Linked DNA regions of Mus musculus: regions 1, 3 and 4 are each linked to region 2. Evidence: chromatin contacts called from public HiCAR-type, HiChIP or PLAC-seq and promoter capture Hi-C data. All regions are on one chromosome and are shown on one strand. The core of a region is the stretch at or near the end of the contact, and the rest is flanking DNA. Distances in the headings are between cores, read along the strand shown.

What was found. Promoter capture Hi-C pulls out the DNA fragments that hold promoters and counts their contacts. HiCAR-type assays count read pairs that join an accessible place to other places. HiChIP or PLAC-seq counts read pairs in DNA pulled down with a chosen protein or histone mark.
Region 1: an H3K4me3 HiChIP or PLAC-seq map of pro-B cells shows a contact between it and region 2, with 12 times the contacts expected there. The contact joins the promoter of Tnrc6a here to the promoter of Kdm8 in region 2. A contact is called at or near these places in 4 of 39 promoter capture datasets (the C10 cell line, embryonic stem cells, hippocampal neurons and 1 more), 1 of 484 Hi-C or Micro-C datasets (B cells), 3 of 115 datasets of contacts at active chromatin or transcription factors (astrocytes, large pre-B cells and pro-B cells) and 1 of 9 other capture datasets (adipose tissue).
Region 3: a contact with region 2 is called in a HiCAR-type map of astrocytes, with 6 times the contacts expected there. The contact joins the promoter of Cacng3 here to the promoter of Kdm8 in region 2. A contact is called at or near these places in 2 of 39 promoter capture datasets (embryonic stem cells and hippocampal neurons) and 1 of 115 datasets of contacts at active chromatin or transcription factors (astrocytes).
Region 4: a promoter capture Hi-C map of embryonic stem cells shows a contact between it and region 2, with 6 times the contacts expected there. The contact joins the enhancer-like site here to the promoter of Kdm8 in region 2. A contact is called at or near these places in 2 of 39 promoter capture datasets (embryonic stem cells and liver), 3 of 115 datasets of contacts at active chromatin or transcription factors (astrocytes, embryonic stem cells and large pre-B cells) and 1 of 9 other capture datasets (embryonic stem cells).

Annotation. Positions count from the first base shown.
Region 1 is chr7:123,121,461-123,125,782 of GRCm38.p6, reverse strand. Tnrc6a (trinucleotide repeat containing 6a) reads right to left here and starts at 1,898. Exons shown (of 24, transcript NM_144925.3): 1 at 1,451-1,898; 2 at 1,068-1,115. The coding sequence starts at 1,455.
Region 2 is chr7:125,442,145-125,446,458 of GRCm38.p6, reverse strand. Kdm8 (lysine (K)-specific demethylase 8) reads right to left here and starts at 1,839. Exons shown (of 8, transcript NM_029842.5): 1 at 1,667-1,839.
Region 3 is chr7:122,669,948-122,674,504 of GRCm38.p6, reverse strand. It overlaps Cacng3 (calcium channel, voltage-dependent, gamma subunit 3), which reads right to left and starts at 2,761. Exons shown (of 4, transcript NM_019430.2): 1 at 2,521-2,761. The coding sequence starts at 2,731.
Region 4 is chr7:123,217,317-123,221,804 of GRCm38.p6, reverse strand. The region is part of intron 1 of Slc5a11 (solute carrier family 5 (sodium/glucose cotransporter), member 11); the gene reads right to left. Among named protein-coding and RNA genes, the nearest start is that of Slc5a11, 4.7 kb to the right of the region's middle. Within about 2 kb of position 1,519, at least 50 of the 459 cell types and tissues checked have an H3K27ac peak or open chromatin away from gene starts, as enhancers often do. A contact at or near this core is called in embryonic stem cells, where this site is marked.

The DNA.
Region 1 (4,322 bases), core at 649-3,148, 2.3 Mb after region 2:
ACTTGTGCAATTACAAGTGTGCTAATAACCCCAACATAAGCCTAGAACTTCCAGTAAACAAACGTAAGCCATATTAAGACCTAAAACAAATGGAAGTTGTTTTTACTGTATTAATCTGTAAGTTTCTGAGTGTCTAAATATGATGCAAAAACAAATAGGTAAAGGAAAAGTCTGTTTAAACGTGGATCTGAAAACGGGTCAAGTATAGTACAATTCTCTGATAATTTAGAAATTACAGCTCAATAGAACTAAACGTTTTCCAGAAATGCATTACTTCGGGGTAGGAGACAAAAAAACAAACAAACAAACAAAACCTAACCAAACAAACAAACAAAAAAAAACCCCACTTCTCTTTTGAGGTAGTATTTGATGCTTACCAGTTACCAGTGCAAAAGCACTCAGACCCAGCAGAAGTGATAATCACTTACTGGTAACAATTTTTAATTACTTTCCCAACTGATAAAAAGAGCACACACTGAACACAGACTAAAATGTAGTTTCAAAGGAAAACAAAACGCAGTTTATGCTTCATGAAGTTCAAGGACAAAACTGTTTCCAATGCAACAGAATCCGCCTGACTACAATGTGCAGAGACAGAGAGGAAAAAATGTGAACACATAGTATCTTTTTATAAAGGCAACAATTTAGCTACAAAGTAATAACGGGGAAGCCAAAACAGTTTGACAGCCCGCCATAAGGGCCGCCTCAATCATGAGTCACACAATGCCTGCAACCATTTACAATAGTAATTAATGCACAAGTCCCCTAATTAAATTCTAAAAGGGTGAGAATGCTTTAACTAAGTTTACAAGAACTGCCTTTTGCTTTTCTTTTTAAGAACGAACACACTCGTAATTACGCGTCTCCCTGCAATGCCCCCCCCATGCAATATTCCCTGAGGCCGTTTCTCCCGAATGTCTGTTCCGTGAGTGCGAAAGCAAATGACACGGGGTTGGGGGGTGGGGGTGGAGGTTGGGGGGGGGGGGTCCGTAAACCCAGGAAGAGCGAAGCAGAGTGGAAACACACGATTATAAAGGGGCGGGAGACCGAAGGCTCGCCCATCTTACCTGCTAAGATTTCTCTCTACGTCTTTGGTAGCTTTAGCTTCCAATTCTCTGAAATAGCAAACAAAAACAAACACAAAAAAAAAAAAAAAACGGGGGGAGGGGATGCGCGTGAAAACGGAGCTGCTGCGGCAGAGCGCCCGCGCGGTGGGGGAGGGGCGGGGCTGCGGGCTGCAGCGCTGCGGGCCGCCGAGCCCAGGGCGACCGAGCCCAGAGCCGTAGCCCGCGCCGGACCAAGCTTCCCGGACCGCCCGGGACTCCCGCCCACGCCCGCGTCCCCCCGGGGACTGCCCCGCGCCGCCGCCCATCAGCCCGAGGGGGTCCTGCGGCAGCGCCGGAGGCTGGCTCCTGGCCCCCCGAGCGAGCCTCCCCTCCGGTCCGCTCACCTCATGTGTGTAAAGTGCACTAGCGCGTGAGGCGCGGGGAACGAGGCTCGCGAGCCTCAAGCCCTCCGCAGCGCCGCGGGGACAGGCCCGAGCCGCTGCACCAGCGCCATTTTCTACACCGTCCCGCTGCCGCCGCCGCCGCCGCCGCCACCGCTGCCGCCGCAGGCCCCAGACCGGAAGTGAATGCCCCACTCGCAACCCCTTCCGGGGGCGCCGTGGCCCGGGAGCCCCAAGATGGAGGTCCTAGCAACTAGGCCTGCCGGACGAGGCAGCCACTTGACAACTGTCTGACGCGTCCAGGACTTCGCCGGAGCTGTCGGGGAACTCCGAGGTTCCCCACGAGCGGCTCTGGGGCCTGGCAAGAGCGGAGCGCGGCCTTTTTCGCCGAGGCTGGCTCGGGCTTGCCTCGGACCATCCCCTCCTCCTTCTTTACTGCGACACAAGTTTCCTTCCCCTCGGCCCGGCCCCTCCCTTACAGAAACACGCCTTTAAAAAAAAAAAAAAAAAAAAAATCCAGCAAACCGCAAATTCCACCCCTGCCGCTGCCAGACTAGCCCGCGCCGTTTTTTAAATTCACCCACATCTAATTACTTTTGACCTTCAGCCACATTTATTTAACCTCTCGATTTGTGCCTCTTCCCAGGTGAAGAATGCATCCCAGAAGTTTCATTTTTTTTATTTTTGTGCCTCAAATTTTTACACACCCTTGACTCAGCAATTCCACTTGCACGAATTTCTCTGCTCAAGAAATAACCATTTGGGTATCACTTTTAAGTACTTCACAATCAAGATATTAACTCAAATGCACAGGAAAGGTTGAATAACTGTAGCCAGCTACGACATCTAATGCTATGAGGTGGCATTAAACGCAGCTACTTGCAATACCTGGGGTCTTGGTTACAATAAAAGAATGGAAACGCAGATGCCATACTAGTTCTCAGAAAGACATGTGAACACCCAAAAATTCTTACATGTGAACACTGTAAGATACATGTCTGTAGGTAAAGTATGTAAGTCTACATGTAGATAAAATAAGATACAGTAATATAATACATGAAGATACAATTATTACAATTATTTTCTTAAATTACAATATAGACACATACCTGATTGTAAATACAATAAGATACATACCCAAAGGGGGATGCTGCAATATAATGCATTAAGATATTATAATGCACATAGGTACATACATATTCGGTGCATATAATGCTAGTAATCTGCACATTTCTCCTCTACTTAAAATCTACTCCCTTTTACTTTCTCAGAAAACTCGCTCTGCAGACAACCTTCTTTTGCCCTTTTCTATTCTAAGTCCTTTAACTGGTTTAAACCTGCTCCAGTCTCTCCCATGAAACAAGCTCTGTGATTGTCTGCTTCTGCTCTAGGAGAAATGTGTGTTGTAGTTAGCTAATGAGTGGATGAATGCCCAGAAAGGAACTAGCCAGCATGTTAACGTCTGTTTTGCATTTTTCTTCTTTTGGTGTTCTTAATTTTATGAACACCCTATAAACATTTTTTGGAAAAAAATTACAAATTGCAAAATGAAGAATAACAAATAAATGCTAGTAATTTTTACATTTTAATTTATTTGAGATGGGGGTCTTACTCTATATCCTTGGCTAGCCTATGTAGGCCAGACTGGACTCAAACTCAGAAATCTGCCTATCTCTCTCTCCTGAGTTCTAGTGATCTATAACACACACACACACACACACACACACACACACACACACACACACAGGATCAACTTTGGTTAGGTTCTTTGTTAAACTGATACAAGATGGAGTCATCTGAGAAAATGCCCCCATCAAATTGCTGTAGGCAACTCTATAGGCATTTTCTTGATTAATAGTTGATATGGAAGCTCTTTAGAGGCCATCCCAGGTTGTATGAGAAAGCATGCTACAAGCCATGGGGAGCAAGCCAGTAAGCAGCACACTCCTCTATGTCTCTGCTTTAGTTTCTGCCTCTAGGTTCTTGCCTTGAGTTCCTGCTCTGATTTTCCTATATGATGAACTATGAACTGTAAGCTGATAAACCCTCTCCTCCCCAATTTGCTTGTCAGTATGGTGTTCATCACAGTGATAGAAGGCAAATTAAGACAGAATCTTTCCTATAATGTTTTGCCTTTGTTTCTGCCCAATTCCTGTGATTACCTCAACACCCATCTTCTCTACTCTATATTCCTTGCCTTACCAAGGTTAAGTGATTAGACTAATTCACAAATTATAATTTTGGAAGGTAATGATTACTTTTTCCTCTATCAAAACCACAACTGAGGCTGTAAAAAAGAGCTCAGTAGTCAGAAGAGCACTGGCCGCTCTTCCAGAGAATCTAAGTTCAGTTCCCAACACCCACATGGTGGTTTACAACTGTCTATAACTCAAGTTCCAGGATACCCAATGTCTTCTGGCCTCCTCAGCACCTGGCACGTATATGATATATATATATACACTGGCAAAACACTCATACACGTAAATAATTTTTTGCAATGCTGAGTATAGCAAAAATGTCTGCTAAGTAAACACTATACCACTGACCGATATCCCCATCCTTTATCTTTAAACTTTAGAAAGTCTACACATTAATAAATAGAAAGAACTTGGACACATGAACACGTAGATACTTTACTGGAAAGAGTGTATTTACTTCATCTAATTAGGATTTCTCCAGTGCGTAGTGAATGTTATCCCAAACTATTCTAAGTACCTTATACAAAGATTAATTAGACACTAATTGTTGTCTTTGTACCTCCCACTGAGGTAGGAGTATTACACACCCCCTGTGCCAACAGGTGTGATTAATTTTCCCAAAGTCATGTAAGCAATAAGTGATTAAGATTATATGTGTGTGTGTGGGTTTGTGCATC
Region 2 (4,314 bases), core at 590-3,089:
TATAAGAGCTCCAGGATTCAGCAGTTGTCCACTGTAGGATCCTAGGCTCCATGAATGTTTCCAGAGGAGCTGGTCTGATGTGGGCCCAAAGCAACAGTCTTCACACAACCAGAAGCTTGAACAGGCCTTCCAGTGTATACTGCCTGGACTGCCTTTCTCTATGGCCTCAAGCCCAGGTTTCAAGTCAACCCCCCAGTGCTCCCACACAACCCGGTCTGACACAGATAGGACCAGACTAAGTGGCCCTGTAACCTGGCTATAAGTATGGCCTGGCTTCCTATACCCTCTCCCCGAATTGCCTCTTAGAAAAGGCAGTATTAACCAAAAGGCCTGCCACAGAAGGGAGCAACTGTTGGTTTATAAACCAGTCTTTAACAGTGTACCCACACTAGCCTCTAAATTGGCTTCCCAGAGTACCATATAAAAGTTTATTGTGAGATGTATAAATAGGCTTCCAATAGTCAGGTATAGATGGCCTAACTGTGGAATTCACCACCTAAACCAGGAGACTATAAATTTAAGAGCCTAGACAAACAAAACCGGGGGTTATTGTTGGTAAAATGACACCCACAATCACCCAAACACAGGCCACATGTACCAGCCTCAATGGCCTCATATGTTCCAGTATAAGTTTCTCTCCCACAGTGCAACAGTTAATAGGCCTTAAAGACATCTTGCCGGCCATTGCTTTGCTTTTGAAGTTGGTAGGGGCTGTGTCTTTGCTTGCAAGGTGGCCTTCTGGTATTCTACATTCACGTGTCAGGCAAAAGGCACTGCTTTCAAGTAATGGCCAGGTGCGGGTTGCACAAAACGTTTCTCTGTAGCCTTAATTCTAAAAGGTCTTTAAATAAAGGCCCATTTGTTGGTGTACAAAACGACGCTTTTTGCGAAAGGATGTCACCCAAAGGGTGCAGGATCTAATCTGTGTGGTTCTATCTGGGCTTCCTAAGTGAACTAAGCTGCTCACACCAAAACCAAAGGAGCCAAAAACGGGGCCGAACGGAATCAAGCCTCGCTTCCTAAGTGCACTTTTTGGGGATGCATTACAGAAACCGGTTTTGGTTGCTAAGCGGGATGCTGGATGCCTTAGCATGAACAACAGTCTAGGGAAAGCACGTGCAGTCCTTCTCTCAAAGTACCCGGCTGCTCACGCCCTTCTGGACAGTCTGGATTGGAGGGCTGGCTAAGTGGCCTAAGAGAAGACGCCCCGACTCCCAGGAAGTCTTTGGTTGTTGCTGTGGACCTCTGTCCGCTTACGGGGGACAGGCGGACTTGGGCGAACGGGTTCGAGGATGGAGATTGGAAACAGGTAGCAGTGGCCGCAGCCATGCCTTCCGGACAGACGGCGCAGGCGTGGTTATGTGGGCCGGTCTCGCCACTAAACCTATCCTCACACTTGAACCACTAACCGAAGCCTAAAAGGGAAGGGCACGACAGTTGCACGCATGCGCTATTTGACATCCCTAGCAGCTCCTTCAACTGTTTGTGGGGAGCAGATAGCTACTACGCACGCGGCTTTTCAAGCAGCTCCCAGGCCTCCCAAGGCGCCTGCGTGAAACCGTCCCGGCTCGCCCGCGCCGGGCTTTAGCATGGCGCCTGCGCAATCCGTCCTTCACGGCCAGGCTGCAAGTCTAAGCAACTGCAGCTGCCTGGAGCTCCAACTAACCTCTCTGGCGCTTGGACTTGTTTGTGTCTCTCGTTGCTGGCGACGACTGGTTCCGTCCGGGCGAAGATTCTTCGGCTGGCTTTATCACCGACTACACCGAGAGCATCGATCACTTCTGACTCGGCTGATCGCGACGGGTGCCTAGAGGAACGCGGAGCAATCGATGCCAGGCCCCGCCCTCCTCCGGTTCAAAGACTTGGGAGGCTTGAGCTTTCTTTTCCGGGTCATACCTTGCAGAGCAGTTTGTCACTTGCGACTACCCAATCCTTCCAACTCAGATAATGAGTTCTCCCTATTTTACAGAGTAGGAAGCCGAGGTGGAAGAAAAATAGCCACATGATTTTAGAAGTCACGTATATAATTTGAGCCCACAAGTACTGCTTGCAGGACTGGTTTCCGTGAGTTGGCCTATGGTTTCTTTGCAGAGACAGACTATGTGGAGTGGTGTGGCAGTCAGTTCGAGTTTTGAGTTTCGAGCATTCTCTCCCGGTTGACTCCAGAGGTGCCTGGAGCAGCAGCAGCAAACGATTCCCTGCAGCGATCTGCTAGCCTTGGATTTGGAGTGTGACTTCTACTGGTCAGCAGGGATTGAGTCGGGATGTGGCACTCCTCAGTTTTCGTTTTCTCAGGAACACTGAATCGGTTGCTGCCACACCACTCCACACAGCCTGTCTCTGCAAGGAAAACATCCTTCCAATAGGACTTAGACAGAACTCCAGGATATCCCTTCATTCTCTGTGACAGGCCAGCATTCCAAAGTTCCATGCTTGGTCTTTTGTTTGTTTGTTTGTTTGTTTTTAGGGTGTGTGTGTGTGTGTGTGTGTGTGTGTGTGAGACAGGGTTTCTCTGTATAGCCCAGGCTGTCTTGGAACTCACTTTATAGACCAGGCTGGCCTCGAACTCAGAAATCCGTCTGCCTCTGCCTCCAGAGTGCTGGGATTGAAGGCATGCGCCACCACACCTAACTCATGCTTGGTTTAATAAGTGATTAATCGAACTACTTGTCCCCACTTATCAACAAAATGCTGGACAGCCAAATTAGGTGCCTGCATGTTGGTCCCCATGCAGCTGTGCACAGGCTGACACCCGGGGTGTAGTAGCTCTGACCTGCTATATTAGCAGGCCACCCTTCTATTTTATTTCCTGAATTTTCTAGCTTTGGATTTCTTTCCTGTGAAAGAAAAGCTCTAACTGGGAAGATGAGCAGTCGTTTAAGTGCTTGCTTTGCAAGTGTGAGGGCCTGGCTGTAAATTCTCAGTAAAAAGTCAAGTGCAGGGGCAAGCACCTGCAGTTCCAGAACTGGGGAGGCAGAGACAGGAGGGTCCCCAGGGTTTCTGTCCTGTCAGCCCAGCAGAGTCAGTGAGATCAAGGTTCAGTGAGAGATGCTTGTTTGGTTTTGAACCCCAGGACAAGGGACTCGGGTGCATATTTTACACACCAAAGCAGACCTGGCCTCCAGGTTCTCCCAGAATCCCTCAGTCCCTACCTGGCATACCCTGCTCCCAACCCTGAACTTTCTAGCGTGGGGGCTGGACTGCCCTTCCCCCCAGAAGCTCTTCTTCCCTATATAATCCAGACATTTTGGTCTCTCTCTTCACTCTGTGTGTGGGGCCCCTTTCTCTCTTTCTCCCTCCCTCCCTTCACTCTTCCCCTCCCTGTAACAACCCCCCGCCCACTACCCATGGCTCAACTTCCCTGGACTTGGGGCCAGTGAGCTTGCCCACCCAAGAACAGTTTTTCCAATAAACCTGCCTTTAATACAATCTAATCTGGCTTAAGTTGTCTCATTTCAGTGGTGGTGGCTTATCAACATTGTCTGAAAATGAGATGGAGAGCAATTTGGGAAGATACCCACCATTGACCTCTGACTTCCATATGTCCTTTCCCCCAGCCCCTTCTCTGTCAGCTCTTCTTGTTTAGTCTTCAGGGCACTTGCAGACTTTCTGACCACAAGCTCTCTACTACAATGATAAGCTATGGTCTTTTTTTTTTTCTCTTTTCGAATATATATATATATATATTTAAAGCTCTCTTTACTAAGTCAGAATTTGATCTTTATGTGACAGTGGAAGAGAGTTTGCTACAGAGATACTGTGGTAGGGTGGACGTTAGTTTCTGAGTTGTCCAAACAGATCCCGTAGCAATTGCCAAAGGAGACTTGAACCCAGAAACTGCAGTTACAAAAACCCTCTTGCACAGTGTTCGGGGATGGGATTTAGGCAGCAGTCTGTGGCCTGGAGTGCTGCCAGCCAGAGAGACAAACACTGCTTTGTCAGCTTGCTTATCTGTGTCTTTTGTTTAGTGCTGGGGATAGAACCCAGGGCCTTACACATATTAACACACTCTCCCACTGAACTACCGCCCCCAGCTTTGTTTGTGTATTCAAAACCAGCCTGTTATTATGAGTTATAGGCACAAAGGAAATGTTTCCTTAAAAGAAGTGTAATTTTTCATCACTGTAGGGGTTTTGCCTCCTGTCATCTCCTTGCCACCACCCGCTCTGATCCTAGTGGCTTTGGAAGTGGCCATTAAGCTGGCAGACCCATTTGAGAGCCATGAAAGGCACCAAGCAAACAAAAGGAATCATTTGTGCCCATATTTGTGATTTTTCTCCATTAGATCTGAAGCCTATAATTTAAATATCTCCA
Region 3 (4,557 bases), core at 1,512-4,011, 2.8 Mb after region 2:
TGTCATGTCCCTCCTGAGTATTTTCTTATTTGGAGCAAAATATTCACATTGTCTCATGGCTCTTAAAGTATGAAAAAAGAACTCTTCTAAATGATGTGTAAGAAAAAAATAATTTAAAATACTCCTTACATAGGTTCTTTGATGTTTAGAAAACCAGAAGATGAGAATGTTGCTGTTCTGAGACAGACAGGAGCTAGTGAATAGAAATGGCTATCTATCTTCATCCTTACAGAGGATGGAGATCCTAGAATATATGCTGTCTGTTGCATGTGTCTTACCATGCAGAAAACAGAGGTTCCTGCAAATTTCTTGAGCACCCGATGTGTTCAATCCATTAAGAAGAATCTTGGCTTCAAATTTTCGCCAGGCCCATCTAGATGGTAAAAACTTTTCCGGTTCATAATGGTTTATGTATCTTTCCGAATGGAATGCTTTAGAACATGAGACTTAGCTGAGAAAAACTATAAGAAGGCTCCAACAAGTTTTCTCAAAAGAACTGACTAGCCCAAGAACACATCTCCAGTCCTTCTAATTCTTCCCCAATCTCCTTTCTCAGTTACCCGACTGAAGCCATGGAACACTCAGTTGGGGCTTTGGTCCCAGGCATGAACTGTAGGCCTAGAGCAGCATGTCGAAGAGAGGAGGAAATGCTCTTTATGCAGGTTTGAAGAAAGGTTCAGGAAATGTAGGCCCTGATTTTATCCTGACAGACATTTAAATAAATGAGGCAGGGTGAAGAATGTCAGTATCACTGTTTAATTTTACATTTCCAGAATATTTCCAAGGGGCAAAATGACTATAAACCTGATGTACTTCTGTATGGCTTTTAGCTGGGGAAGAACCCGGGTTTTTTTTTTTAATGCCACTTATGTAGGCATCGTCATATATACCAATCACAGCATTGCAAAACTGATTCGATTCATAATTGCCAACACAGCAAAGGGAATGGTGGAAATTCTCCAAGGTGAATGACCTCATGCTAGCCGACTGCAAATGGTCAGAAATAACCACATTTTAGAATTTCTGTCAGTTTACTGGCTGCAGTGTACGCTTCAGTAGTTCTAACTCAAGACTATTGATTCTGAATCAGTCATTTCTTGGGTTAACTGAGAGTTAAAAGGGACAAATCTCTTAGCTAAGAGTATAGAGACCATTTGCAGCAGTACTTGGTGTTTTCTGACTTCACATGAAGTAGCCCTTTCCCTCCTGGGTTTCCCACCAGTTGCAAATCTGTGTTGGAAACAGAATCAACTGTAGTGGCGCTATAGGCAGGAGAGTTCAGAGCGTCAGGACGTGGGAAGGAGGCCAGAGAATGATGCAATATTACACTAGCAAGTGATGTCATAGCATTAGTTCCCAAGTCATTTACATAAATGCGAGTTCCCAAGAAACCCTGAGAAATGCCACAGGGAATGCAGGGGGAGGAACCAAGGGAGATCGAGGGGAGGGGAGGAAGCCTGTATTTTCCTGACTATCACTGTGATAAACTTCACTGACTTCCTGGAAGCCAGAGAAACAGCAAAAATCAACCAAGCAGACAAAATCCCTTCTTAGTGGCCCTTTAATCTAGTGGCTCCCTTAGGTAGCAGGTTCACAAAGCTTTGATTTTCTTCATTATTTTTTCACTCCTTGTGATACCCAGGTATTGTCCACTGAAACTGACAGTCACTCTTCAAGTGGTGAAGCAAGTTTAGTAGTGACATAGGCTACCTAAGAGCTCCACATTCTAAAATGGCCTGCCCACCTCATTATAATTTAGAGCAAATCCTCTAATTTTTAAAATTAGAAGCAATGAGATGCAATTCTCAGAGTCAGTCTTATCTAAATGTCAAGGAAATACATTTGCTGGTGATGGGCGTGATTTATGAATGAAGTCAGGTGGAGAGCAAACACCAAGACTTCAGTTTTATTTTGAGCCTAAATAATGAAACACTTATTCATAAAGACATTTTCTTTAGATGTGAGGGTGTGGGGATTAGGGCTTACATATTGTTCCCTAGTATAAGTTAACAAAGGGAGTTCATGACAATGTCTAGTTGGACCAAACTCAGAAGAGGCTGGTAAGCTTTTATTGATTAAAAGATAAAAAACCAGATCAGAGTGCTCCAGGTTAGATCAGTCCCTCAGCACCTTCCTGTCTTCTCTGCTTCCATTCCTTAATAATCCCCATTCACCAAAATGTAATTAAACAAATCCAAAGTCTCCTTCTATAGACAGAAATCCAAGCAGTGCACAACATGCTTAGAGACTCGGGATTAGAGGCTTTCTCAACTGCAGAAGGTGTTTAAGAGCGTTACAAAATCACATCACATTTGGCATAGACCAAAACCAATCAACAAGACCCAACCCTTCCATCCACACAGCACCAGGCTCCGTGGAAGCATAGTCTGGACCCTCACATATTTCCAACAACAATTAAAACTATTTTTCTTCCCCTCCATTGCCTCTATTTCCCCCCCAACACATGTCAGGACATTAGAAGCAGATCATTCAGAGCCAGTGAGAGGAATTTGTAAGTACCTTCCAAGCAGCAGGTCCTCCACAACCCGGAGTGGGTCATTACTTCTTCATTCTTCCTGCTGGTTTCATTGTCACTTGTAGATTTAGTCCTGCACACACCTCTGGAATATAGCCAGTAGTCCGTGCCCACTGCAATGGTCATTAAACTAAAAGCTGCGAAGGCTCCTACAGTAGTGATCAACATCTGGATACCTCTGTCACACATCCTCATAATTCTTCATGGTACTCTGAACGGCTGGGGGTTGGAGGGGTAGATTCAGTGACAGACGGGAGAATCACTCTGCAGCTGGGTAACCTAGGACGGCCTCTTCCAAAAATCCAGATCTCCTTTTGTCAGCATCCACGGGGACTTTGGGAAAGCTGGGATTTCCTGTCTTGGGCTCTCTCCAGTTCCCCGAGTCCTCTATGGCCCTCGGGAGGGTGCGGGCTCCAGGGGGTTGGTCCACATCACTGCCGCGGTCAGAGGATTCCTGGGTTGCTTTCATTCCTCAGGAGCTTGGTGAGGACTAGCGTTTGTGCAGGGCATGGCTTCGGAGCTTGGAGCTGCCAGCTTGGTTTGAGATGCGCCTGGTTTCTCACAGCCCCGAGAGACTCAAGGCAAAAGAAACCCAGAGAGGTCTGGTGTGTGAGCGTGTGAGCGTGTGTGCGTGTGTGCGCGCGTGTGTGTGAGTGTGTGTGTACGTGTGTATGTGTGTGTGTGCGTGTGTATGTGTGTGTGAGTGTGTGTTTGTGTGTGTGTGCGCGCGTGCGTGCGTGTGTGCGAGCGCGTGTGCTGGGGGTGAGGGCGGATGGCAAAAAATAGCTCTGCTGGGAGGCGAGTCGCTGAGAAGAGTGTTCACTGCTTCCCCAGCCTCCCAGGAAAGCTCTCCGCCTGCTCTCCACACCCCCGCGCAAACTGGAGAAAAGGGAGAGTCCTGGGGCGGGGGCCGGCCACTTGCGTCGGAGAGCTGAGGTCCGTGGTGCTGAGCGGACAGCTCCTCTCCTGTTGCCCAGCCTCCCACTTCTCAAGGCCGGGTCGTTGGAGGTCCGTGGTGCTGAAGGGACAGCTCCCCTTGCCGCTGCACCGTTCCTCGTGGTCCTAGTCTAGGAACTCCGGGTGCTGAAGGGTCCCTTCCCTAACACTCTCCTAGTGCGTTCCTAGAGCCAGCCAGCCAGCTCAGCTCTGCGTACTCAAGCCCACAACCAAGCAAAGTTTCGGGAGCCCAGGGCAATCAGCATCAGGGCTTCAGGGCACTGCAGTACGGCGGATCCGGCTCCTCAGAGGGAAGGGTTAAGGACAAGGGCCCACAGCGCACTCTGGCGCGCGCGTTATCTCAGAGCCCACCCCACGCAGCATTCTCTAATCAACCCTCCTCCTCATCCCTGAGCCCAATGAGCCAGGCAACTTTGCTCTTTGCTGCAGGAGTCCACTAGGGAGACAGAAGCCGGGAAAGATCTAATCTTTTTAAAGGGATGGGAGACTGACTGGTGGCTCACTTGGGTGGGCAAAATGTTGTCTATGTGTATTTGTCTCAATTTCATTCCTCAGAAAACAAACCAATATGTCTACCCTCCTGTCTCCGGAGCTCAGATTTACACAGGAGACAGTGTGCTTACATCAGACCCAGAACCATTCATATGTATATGTGAACATATATACCTCTAAAGGGCTGAAGGAACTAAATGTACCTAAACTGTTGTTTACATATCAGGGACCTTGGATGAAGGGATGTAAAGGTTTGATTTCTGAATACACTTCTTAAATATTTTCACACTTTTACATTTGAGGGGGTGGTGAATTCAGGATGAGAGAGCATTGAAAACGTCAGCTTCTCTCCAAAGGCCCTGGTGCTGTTCATTTGTTAACATCTTCTAAGTCAGACCAGGATGCAGGTGTAATTAGGTCTGGGCTCCTTGCTTGCCCAAAGCACAAATGTCATCACACACCTGTGAGTTCTTTCCCTCAGAAATAGCAAATGCTGAAAAGAACTGGCACAGACCAGCTTCCCGGTTCCATATGTTCTAGCATATAGATAAGGACACACACTAAGTTGACTT
Region 4 (4,488 bases), core at 270-2,769, 2.2 Mb after region 2:
TCAGAAAATTGGACATTGTATTATTTGAGGACCCAGCTATATCACTCCTGGGCATATATCCAAAAGATGCTCCAACATATAACAAGGATACATACATGCTCAACTATGTTCATAGCAGCCTTATTTATAATAGCCAGAAGCTGGAAAGAACCCAGATGTCCTTCAACAGAAGAATGGATACAGAAAATGTGGTACATTTACACAATGGAGTACTACTCAGCTATTAAAAACAATGATTTTGTAAGTTCTTAGGCAAATGGATGGAACTAGAAAATATCATCCTGAGTGAGGTAACCCAATCACAAAAGAACACATGTACTCACTGGTAAGTGGATATTAGCCCAAAAGCTCAAAATACAGAAGATACAATTCACAGAGAAAGAGCTTTTAAAAAGGCCTGGCCGGGGCTGGAGAGATGGCTCAGCAGTTAAGAACACTGGCTGCTCTTAACTCTGTAACCTCTGAAAACAGCTACAGTATACTCATATAAATAAAATAAATCTTACAAAAAAAAAAAAAAAAAAAGCTCTGGCCAGCTCCTACCTAGAGTTTCATGCCTTACATTCAGGTCTTTGACCCATTTTCTTTTCTTTATTTCTTTTATTCTTTTTAAAGATTTATTTATTTTATGTATATGAGTACACTGTAGCTGTCTTCAGACACCGGAAGAAGGCACCCGATTCCATTAGAGATGGTTGTGAGCCACCATGTGGTTGCTGGAAATTGAACTCAGACCACTGGAAGAGCACCCAGTGCTCTTAACCTCTGAGCCATCTCTCCAGCCCTTGAGCCATTTTCAAACTCATTTTTTATGTAAGGTAATCAAGAGGAATCTTGTTTAACCAGGCAGTTATTTTGGATTCCATGGGCATTATGGGATGCTGAGCGGCATCTCTGGTTAGTATCCCCTACATACCAGGAACATCCCCCAGGTTGTGAGAGCTAAAGTAGCCCCTTTATTGTAGGCTCTTTGTTGAGAAGCCACAGGTGCTCTGAGACCTGCAAGGCCCCTCTCGAGGCAGGTGCACCCCTGTCTTTCCCCAGGCAGGACCTTGCTCTTAGTCCTGATGCACTAGCACTCCCAGCTTTTCAGATCTGGGACAGGAGACTCTCTGAGGAAGAGAAAACAAGGGCAAGTGCCAATATAAGCTCTTATAGGGAAACAAGGAAAGGAAGGAAGGAAGGCATTGAAAGGCAGGCATTGTGTTTCATGGCCTATGAAACAGGAGGAGCAGGCAAGCTCCAGTCCAGCTCTGCCCTCCCCTGAGGCCCAGGCAGGGCTGGAATTTACAGCCCCTGGTTTCTGTGGACAGGGATAATGATACCTGAGCCGAGGTGTTATGTGACCGGAGACAGGCTCTAGAATGGGGATGGGAGGTGGTAGATTCCAGCTCTGACTCTGGAGGCTCGGGGAGGAAGGGAGCTCCATGGGTCTTGGGTGCTGTCTTAAGGATCAGAGCCCCACTGGGTAGGACATGCTCTCTCTGCCTTTAAAGGAGAGGAAGTTGTGGGTCTTAGAGGTGTAGCATCCTGTCTGAGGTCACATAGGCGGTGAGACAGCCTGAGGCCCAGCTTGGCAGACCCACTGCCTCAGAAACAGTGAACTCTGGGGAAAGACAGAATGCAATTCAGGTAGGGATAGTTGCTGTACCTGAGAAAAGTGATGGATGGATCTAGAAAATCTCAGAAAAGGAAAAGAAGCAAGAAGGGAGAAAGGACCGCGGCCTTCGCTTTGAACCCTCGGGGCCATCGGTGTCCCCAGCCCCGCCCCCCACCGGGCTCCTTTCTGCCCATTGCCTGCCAGGCACTGAGGAGCCCACACATAAGCAAGTCTTTCATCACTGCTGGGGGAGGCTGGCACAGCATCTAAGTGATTGAGAGACTTTGGAGCCGGGAAGCTGCTTCTTCACGGTGGGGACAGGAGCTGAGCCACAGATGCTGGGAACCCAGACCTGCCTCCCTGCACCTGCCTTGACCCACAGCCCACAGTACAACTGTGACCTTAGTGGCAAATAGCTTGGGTGCAGAGTATGTGGTGTACTCCCCGCAGACTCTCGTTTCATCCTCCTGGTACCTTCGGCTCGTGGGTGAAAAACAAGGCACCGGGATACCAAAGTGAAGCCGGGTCAGGCCCTGGATGTGCCCATCAAGGCCACAGGTGCTATTGGAACACAGGACAGAAGGTCGCTGTGTCCGAGCAGCTGTCTGTTCCGCTTTCCTCCCTTTGACTGCTTTATTATACATAACGTTATATATGTGCTGGGACTTAGGACTCAGTAAAGTATTTGTTAGGCACTGTCTATGTGGCAGGTTCTGTGTTATGCCCTGGACATGCAGTAGGATATAAAATCTGGCTTATTTTTTTTTACATGCATGTGCCTGGATAGATACATGTGCACATGTGTATCTCATGCATGCATGAGCTCAGGAGAGAGCGCTGGACCCTCTGGCACCAGTTATAGGATGGTATGAGGCACTGCGTGGTACTGAACCCAAGGCCTCCAGAAGAGCAGCCAGGGCTCTTAACCACTGAGCCATCTCTCTAGCCCATTTAGTAGGTGCCAGCTGTGTGCCAGGCTCTGTGTTAGGCCCTGGAAGTCCAAAGGAACATTCATTAGCTATCATCTGTGTGCCAGGTTCTACATAGTGAGCTCTATCTGACTTTGAGGGCTCAGTAGAGCAAGTATCTATTAGGCACTAGCTGTGAGCCAAGCTCGCCACATTTAGGGAGGCAGCCTCCCTCCCATTCTCATGGTTTTCACCCCAGGCCCTTGCCATGCCGTGGCTGCCTAAAACCATCAAATGAAATGAGCTTCCCTCGTTTCTCTGTGCCTTTTGCACAGAGCACCATGATTATCTGAACCTGGCCTGCCTCCGAGGGCCGAGTGATGGGTGGGCCCTTCGATCCCCTCTCAAAGCCCCTGCCAGCTCCCTTCCGGAGGGGTAGGGTGGAGGGCAGCCAGTCCTGACAAAGGCTTTCTTTGCAAGCAGAACAGGCTGCCCTTGAGGTTGCCTAGTGGCCAGAGCACAAAAGGAAGCTCAGTCAAGCAGGGACAGCTCTCACCCTTCCCTTCTGGTGGTTCACAGAACGATTGTGCTAAGGGAGATGTGAAAATTTTCCACACCACAGTGCAAGGGCAAGCCAAACCAAACCAGGAAAGCAAGCTAAATCAGGGCCACCTGTGGCCGACTATATTCGCTCCAGGCTTTTGTTTTGTTTTGTTTTGTTCTGTTTTTTTTTTGTTTGTTTGTTTGGTTTTTTTTTTTTTTTTGGTCTCAGTCTGGCTCCTGTGTGTGCCTGCTGATGAGAGTCACATTCTTTACAACTAATGTGTGTTCCAAACTTTTCACAAGGGGTGGGAAAGAAGTGTTACCCACATCCTATTGCTTGTAGCTTAATGCCTTCCTGTGTATGTTAGAGACACTCCCAACATGAAGTGTCAAATTTGATGCTTCTGCCAAGATGCTGGCAAGTTTCCCAGGAAGAAGGCAAAAACAACAACAACAACAACAAAACAAAACAAACAAACAAACAAAAACCACCACCAACAACAACAACCAAAAAAAACTCCACATGTGAGGAGGCAGGAAGTGGTTGCCTTGCACCAGTAGAAAATGACAACTACTATCTAATTATAAATTTTAACTATGGGCAAAAGACTCCCTGGGAAATAGATGTATTGCTGTAAGCCGACTGTGCAGACCTCAGAACCTCAGCACACTGGCTCAGATCTCACCTGTTGCCTCTATCTGTGAGCTGGAGCAACAACTCGCAGGCTGTTTCCCCATCTATAAAATGGGGGTGGCAGTCAGGTGTCCACTGCAGTGAACAAGTGAGCAGGGTTACATGGTTTGAAATAGGATGCTTGACAGGTTCACATCCTTCAAATACGAGCAGTGGCGAAGAAAGAAAGGAGTGTGGACTTTGTGGCCAGGGAGACCTGGATGCTTGCGAGTGAATCTCATTTGCAACTCAGCATTACAAGGTCAGACCTCTAGCAACCTCCACTTAACCGGAAAGTACCTCTGGTAAATGACTGAACGAGGCCCCAGCCCAGGTTCAACTCTCTGACTTCTCCCCACCATGAGGTAGAGAGAACCTTCAGCAGAAGCCCAGAAGTGACACCAAGCTCTGAGCTGTGCTCACTCACACCCTCCTCCCTGTGCCTCAGCAGGAACCTGCCACTTCATAGCCACAAGCTGGCCCTGATCTAAGGAAGTTGGTGGTGGACCAGCCTAGCTAGGGGGAGAGGGTCCACTGCAAGGGCAGGAAAACTGAGAGGGCCTAGGGCTGCTGGAAGAAGGAGCTTACCAGCCTCTTGATGCTTGGAATAGAAGAGGGCTGATAGAGGCTGGAGAAATGGCTTAGTGGTTAAGAGGCAGATTTCTGAGTTCGAGGACAGCCAGGGCTATACAGAAAAACCCTGTCTTGAAAAAACAAAAAACAAAACAAAACAAAACAAAACAGCACTGTCTGCTCTTCCAGAG